2 separate regions of the Mus musculus genome follow, and region 1 is linked to region 2. A link is a contact called in public Hi-C data. All regions are on one chromosome and are shown on one strand. The core of a region is the stretch at or near the end of the contact, and the rest is flanking DNA. Distances in the headings are between cores, read along the strand shown. Region 1 has its middle 11 kb from the start of Gm41333. Region 2 has its middle 100 kb from the start of Gm41333.

Evidence for each region. Hi-C and Micro-C count contacts between places; a contact is called where the count stands out from the background.
Region 1: a contact with region 2 is called in a Hi-C map of embryonic fibroblasts, with 4 times the contacts expected there. The contact joins two enhancer-like sites. A contact is called at or near these places in 5 of 484 Hi-C or Micro-C datasets (adipose-derived mesenchymal stem cells, cumulus cells, embryonic fibroblasts and 2 more).

What each region holds. Positions count from the first base shown.
Region 1 is chr15:62,657,124-62,660,126 of GRCm38.p6, reverse strand. No RefSeq gene overlaps it. Among named protein-coding and RNA genes, the nearest start is that of Gm41333, 11 kb to the left of the region's middle. Within about 2 kb of position 1,311, at least 25 of the 459 cell types and tissues checked have an H3K27ac peak or open chromatin away from gene starts, as enhancers often do. A contact at or near this core is called in embryonic fibroblasts, where this site is marked.
Region 2 is chr15:62,567,963-62,571,183 of GRCm38.p6, reverse strand. No RefSeq gene overlaps it. Among named protein-coding and RNA genes, the nearest start is that of Gm41333, 100 kb to the left of the region's middle. Within about 2 kb of position 1,658, at least 71 of the 459 cell types and tissues checked have an H3K27ac peak or open chromatin away from gene starts, as enhancers often do. A contact at or near this core is called in embryonic fibroblasts, where this site is marked.

The sequences.
Region 1 (3,003 bases), core at 62-2,561, 89 kb before region 2:
TTAACTTCATCTTCACACACACACATATATACAAGGATTGACTTGAAAACTCTGTTATCTGTAAATACTTCTAGAACATGGAACTTGTGTGTTAGACCTAAATCAAGAGAAAATTTAATTTTTAGCATGATTGTGTCTGCATCTGTGGTTTAAATCTTGATTAAAGGGGAAGGAATATTATTGTGTGAGAACACAAAGGAAGTAATAATTTGACAAAATTTAATTAGACTTTAAATTTAAGTAGATAGTAATCATTGAACATGCAATGGACATGCAGATAAAGGGAAATGCGCTGTGACCCACCTACAGGTCATATACAAGTGACAGACAGAAAAGCTTATCAAGACCTCAGGAGACATACGTCTGAACTGTGCTTTTCCTACCTAGAGTAATAGTTGTTGAGAAAGCTACCAAATCCTGAATAACTAGCAACTATCATTGAGGGTAGTCAGACAGAACTTCAGCCTGACCTTTCTATTCTCTAGCAGGCTCAGGGGAAAAACTTTCAGAAACACTTGGAAAGCCATGCTTTGTCTTTTCCTAGTCTTGTGAAGGCCAATGAAGAGACAAGCCACTTGATAGGGAATGACAGAGAGTAAGGGAAACCCAATATGTATTTAAAATGTGGCATTAACAGAAAAAAAAGTCTAACCTATCTGAGGAACTGGAATACCCTGAAGTCGGTAATACTCTTCATTTTAAGGAAAGAGTCATTCCCCTATGTTTCTGGGCAGAGAGCGTGTATGAATAAGGTCATAAATGCCATGGCTACTCTGAGGTCATTGTGAGAAAATAATAGTCCTTGATGATAAAAGAACTGCTTAGTCATCAATTCCAGCCCGTTTGCCAACAAAGAAGAAGAAAGAAAGAAACATTTGAAAATCAGCAAGCACTGAATTCCACTAGGACTGGATTCTTACTGAGATTTGGATCTTCAAAGCCTCTCTGCAGCTGTATGTCCCTCCCTTTAATTTCGAGGCAACTTGAAAGAAGTCCTTCTTTCTTAGAATTATACTTTTTATTTACAGAATAGATCTCCCCTTTCACACCACCCTAAGAGAGCTGGCTAGCCAAGCTCCTGAAACATGGACAAGAATTATTCATTTAATGCAATGAAAGATAAATGGTCAGGACTGGTGCTGCCACAGCAACCCATGCCTAAGCCAAACCACAGGTGATACGTTTGGGTCTCAAGATTGCTGAGAATGTTGGATGGAATTCAGTTTAAGGTTATTTTATTACTACATAAGCAGACCACAGACCATAGTTGTGAAGGACACATAAGACAGGAATCCAGATGAAGACACACTTTCTCCCCTTCTCCAGTTAACCATGGAAGTGGTCTCCATGGTTGTGAGATGGCATGCAGGCAAGGATGAGTGTGTTCCAGAAGAAAGGACAATGGAATGTTACTCATATCTTAAGTTTGTGATGAAGGAGAGAAAGCATAAAGTCTTCCTTGGCAAATGAAGCAAGCCTCCTTGGTGTTGCTTCATAGAATCATAAGTTCTAGTGGGAATCCTGTAAGCCTACGTACCCATGATGTTCTTTCCCTAGAATACGTAAGCCCTCTTAGCCTTCATTTTCTGACTTGTTTTGCAAGCAAAGTAATGTCTTGGCTTTGTATCATTCCCTATGGCTCACATGTTTGAAAATTTGGTTGCAGCTATTTGGGAAGGTTATAAAGCCTCAGGCAGGTGAGGCATCACTGGAGGAGGAAGTGGGCCTTGGGGTTTTATAGCCCAGCTTCCCTTCTGACTATCTGTCCATGCAGTGTGAAAACTCACCCTCCCTTTGGCTCTTTCCTCTATGCATTCCAATCTATAAAGGAACATATCATCTGGAAACAGAGCTCTTTATCTCTTACGTTTTTGTAGCTTTTTAAATTTTACCACAGCAATAGAGAAAATAAACTAACATGGCATGATAAATAAATGTCATCACGAGATGCAATCTGACAGATAGTAGTTGCCAAAATGCACTTCTTCCCAGTCTCCCTTCATTTTTGCCATCAATATCTGTTCATTCATATACATAAACAGATCAGGAGTCCTAGGATCATATGGGTATCATTTTGCAAGTTGACAAAAAGAAGACTTTCTGACTACTTCTCAAGGGACTTCCACTTGGGCAGGGAAGAGCCCCCACTTAATTTCAGACAACCTCTCAAAGTTCTCACTTTTGCATAGTGCTGCCCCTGCAGAAAATAGCATTTATGTGACCATGGAATGGAAGCAAAACAGCCGTTATTGTATCACTTCACAAGGTCTGAAATGGAGACAAAGCCAGGAACAGTTATGTTTCTGACGTAGGGGATCTGGAAAGGTTCAGCCCAGCTCTTTATATATTTCATGCAATGCCTCAGCCCTCATGCCATGTATTAGGCTGTCGTTTCATTGACATGGTAACAGATGCTTTGATCATTGTACTTTAAAATAATTTATTAACTTTTTCACTTGGGTATGAAGGACTGATATCATATTCTATATTTTATACATGAGAACACTTGTCTTCAGAGAGGGTAAGGATCATAGATATTAACTAGCAAGCCAGGAAGTCTTACACACTCTTTGTGGACTCAAGCAAACATTTGCAGCAGTAGCTACCCATAGCTTTGGGAGGTTTTGCTTACTTGAACAACTTTTTCTTATGGAACAACAAACTCTTTTCCTGTGTTAATGCTGTGAAACACTAATTAGCTCTGAGAACCTTTGCAAATCTCTGGAAATAAATAAATTTTGTCTGAAAGTATTCTGTTATCTGACATAACAAAACACATGCTGATAGCTTGTAACTTTCCTACTCCATTCAGGAATATTTGATCTACTGCACAACTGGATCTGAAATAGGAACCAAATATTCCTAATTTCCAATCTGCAATACATACTTTTTAGCATATGTGCTGTTGAAGTGAACACTTAAGCCATATTCCTTACCTAATTAGCTGCCCAACTACTTTCCAAAAACTCATAGTGCAAGTGGGAGTCATTGATTGTGTACAAT
Region 2 (3,221 bases), core at 409-2,908:
GAATAGTGAGTATTTGGTTGTCTCCTGAGAGGCTTGACCCAGCAGCTAATGGAAACAGACCCAGAGCCAAACATCAGGTGGAGCACAAGGTGTCTTGTGGAAAAGGGGAGATAGAATTGAACAAGCCAGAGTGGTCAAGGACACCACAGAAGATCTATATACTCAATTAAACTGAGCCAATGGCGGCTCACAGAGACTGAACCACTAACCAGGGAACATGCAGGGACTGAACATAGGCCCCCTATGCGTTTGTAGCAGATGTGTAACTTGGTCTTCATGTGGTCCCCCAACAATTGAAACAGAAGCTATCTCTGACTTTGTTGCCTGCCACTGTATCCCACTCCCCTAAATGGTCTGCCTGACTGGGCTTCAGTGAGAGAGAATATGCTTAGTTCCTCATGGGACTGGATGTCCCAGGGCAGGGAAGTACCCAAAGGTGGCTTCCCCTTCTCTAAGAAGAAGGGGGGGGGGGGGGTAAAGAGGAGAGAAATTTCTAAGAGCAGGACTGGGAGGAAACAGGGGACAGGCTAGGATTGGGATGTACAGTGAACAGATAAATTAATGGGAAAAAAACAGAACTGAAGCACTTCATTGTGGATCCAAAGGAAAGAAGGGTCAGTTGTAGTTAGAGGAGTGGGCCTGATGGGTGTTCCAAGAAGGTTCCTTATATAAGATGAGCATACAGAAGTTTGCCAGAGAAAATATAGCAGAGAGGACATTTCAGGCAGGGATAAACCTTGTGTGACAGGACTGAAAGATTCCAAGCAGCACAGAGTCCTGATGCTAATTACACTCAAAGAGGATGCATCGCAAAGAAAAGACAGGACTAGGGAAGCTCAGGACAGAAAATAATGAGTTGATTTGAACTCTTATTCGTTTATCAACATTGAGCTGTGTGGTTGGGACAGGAGCAAAACTGATTTGGGGGACAGGAAAAGCAATTGAAAAGTGTGTGTGGGGGAGCAGTTTAATAATTCAGTAAATATAGATTAGCTCATTTGCTGCAGATCCTCCACCAAGCTAAAGTGCAAAATAAGCCTGGTCCCACATGCTTAGATCCCCTTCCTCAAGGAGGGATGACTGAGAGTAAACAAGCATAGTAATAAACATAATTTAAATGAAGGGGTTTAGGGAGGAGGTGTTGCTGGCCTTTAAAACCATTCGGTGCAAGAGCTAAGCGTATCTGCAGTAAGTCAGAAGTGAGATACATTGTTTTCTCATAGATAATTGAGTGTCCAAAGAATCTAGTGATTCAGACAGTATCGGTCACAATTTACTGGGGCAGGCAGGAAGGAGAAGGGTAGAGAGCCAACACTTTTGCTTCATGTGAAATCACCCAGTGAAGAAGAGCGTCAGGATGAAAGGCAGAACGAACGGGAGATTCCCAAAAGATGTCTTTGCTCACTCGTCATGCCAGCTACTTGCCCTTTACCTGGAAGACTCGGGTTTCATCAAAGAGTGTTTTAGCCTTTCATCCCCTTCTCTCCCAGGCTAAACTGGTTTGTTGAACTTTATTGGCCTGAGCTGTGCAGCGGGGTGACATTACAGCAGGGATGGAAACTTGCTCTTCCTTGCATCAGAAAAGCACAGCACATCTTGGCAATGAGCTGTCTGTGTGGACGGTGACTCAGCTCCAGCATCTCTCAGTGATGCTTTAAAACAGGGGCAGGGTAGCTTTAACAAGGTCTCAAGCCAGTCACCCTTCAGCAAGCTACTGAGCACAAGGAAGCAGTTGAGCTGACAATGCTGGCTCTCTCCGAAGTGAAAGAGCACAGCCCATCCATGGAGTGAAAAAGCAGGACCTGCAGGTCCGGGCAACACTTGATATGCTGGTCAAGAGCAGTGTGAGCAGCATTTGTGCCTCTCACCTGGACAGTGGCCCTGAGAGCAGGCATGTGACTGGCTGACTCACTCTACCCCAGCACAAACCAACCAGGAGGCAATGCTTGTGAGCTGAGAAGACAGAGGGTTTGTGAACTGCAATGAGTTTTACCATTGCCTCCTGTGGAAACAAATGGGCTTGAGAGCCAACTGATTAACTCAATAGTTCAGTCCAGTTCCTCAGCAGCCACATAGACAGAACCTATCTGCATCTATGTTCAGAAAATCAAGGCAGGGGTAAGAAGATAGTCTTGCTTGTCAGAGGTCCTTTTCTATGAACCTAGTATGTGGCTGATGTCATCTGGTATATTGCTCGTGACTTACACGTGATTGTGACATCTCACCCATAAGGTGTTTGTATGAATCATGAAATAATAGGTGGAGAGCTCAGCACTACAGACCTGTTATTGTTATAATTGTTATTACTGTAAGTTTTATCTCCTATTACATAGGTCAAAGCCTGTAGGTAGGGAACGTTTGGCAGGGCTGTAACCTAGCTCTGTCCAGTCCCCCAGTTCTTGGCCTCAATCAAGTGAAAACACTGCTTTCTTGTCTCTCCCCTTTTCTCCAGAGGTTGGATGAAATCTCTGGAGAAATGAATACAAAAGGAAAAAAAAAACAATAATTTAGTCCAGTGATTCTTAAAATGTTAATGAATTAAAATAATGCATCCATAAGAAAATATTTTATAAATACTCAAGAAATATTTATATAGCCTTCATCTTACTTTTATGGGAACTTATTTTAAAAACAGACGTACCTTTTTTTTCCTGCTCAATTTGGAATATCCCAAATACATGCAGAACTCACTGCCATGCCAGTGCAGGTAACAAGCATCAATAACACACTAAGTTCTGTTGATGTATGCTAGGTTTCAGATACAACCGCCAGCCTCTTGCATGCACTGTCTCTTTAGCACTTAGAATAATTCCTTGTGACAGGAATTATTAATCCAGTTGTACAGAGATACAGGAGCTCAGCCACATCTGGTAATTTGGCCAAAATTACATAACTGAAAAGAAGAATAGAGCTAAGAAGCAAGCTCAGGGCTGAGTGAGACACATACCTCCTCGACCACTCGAGCTGGTTCCTGGATGGTTGCTCTTGAACTCTCTGCATTCAAATATGAAGCAAGCTAGTCTGACTAGATGCGTTTAGTAGGAACAGGAGTCCCACCCGCCAGCGTTAGCAAGTAGATGTTTCCAGCTGCAATCAGAGAAACTCCATTTGATCCTTGAAATGATATTTTGTATAGGTTCCTATTCTACCATTTCTATCCCTTGGTAAAGGAAGAGCGTGTCTCTCAGCAGAGGCTTCTCCATCTCTTCCTCCTGAGGCCA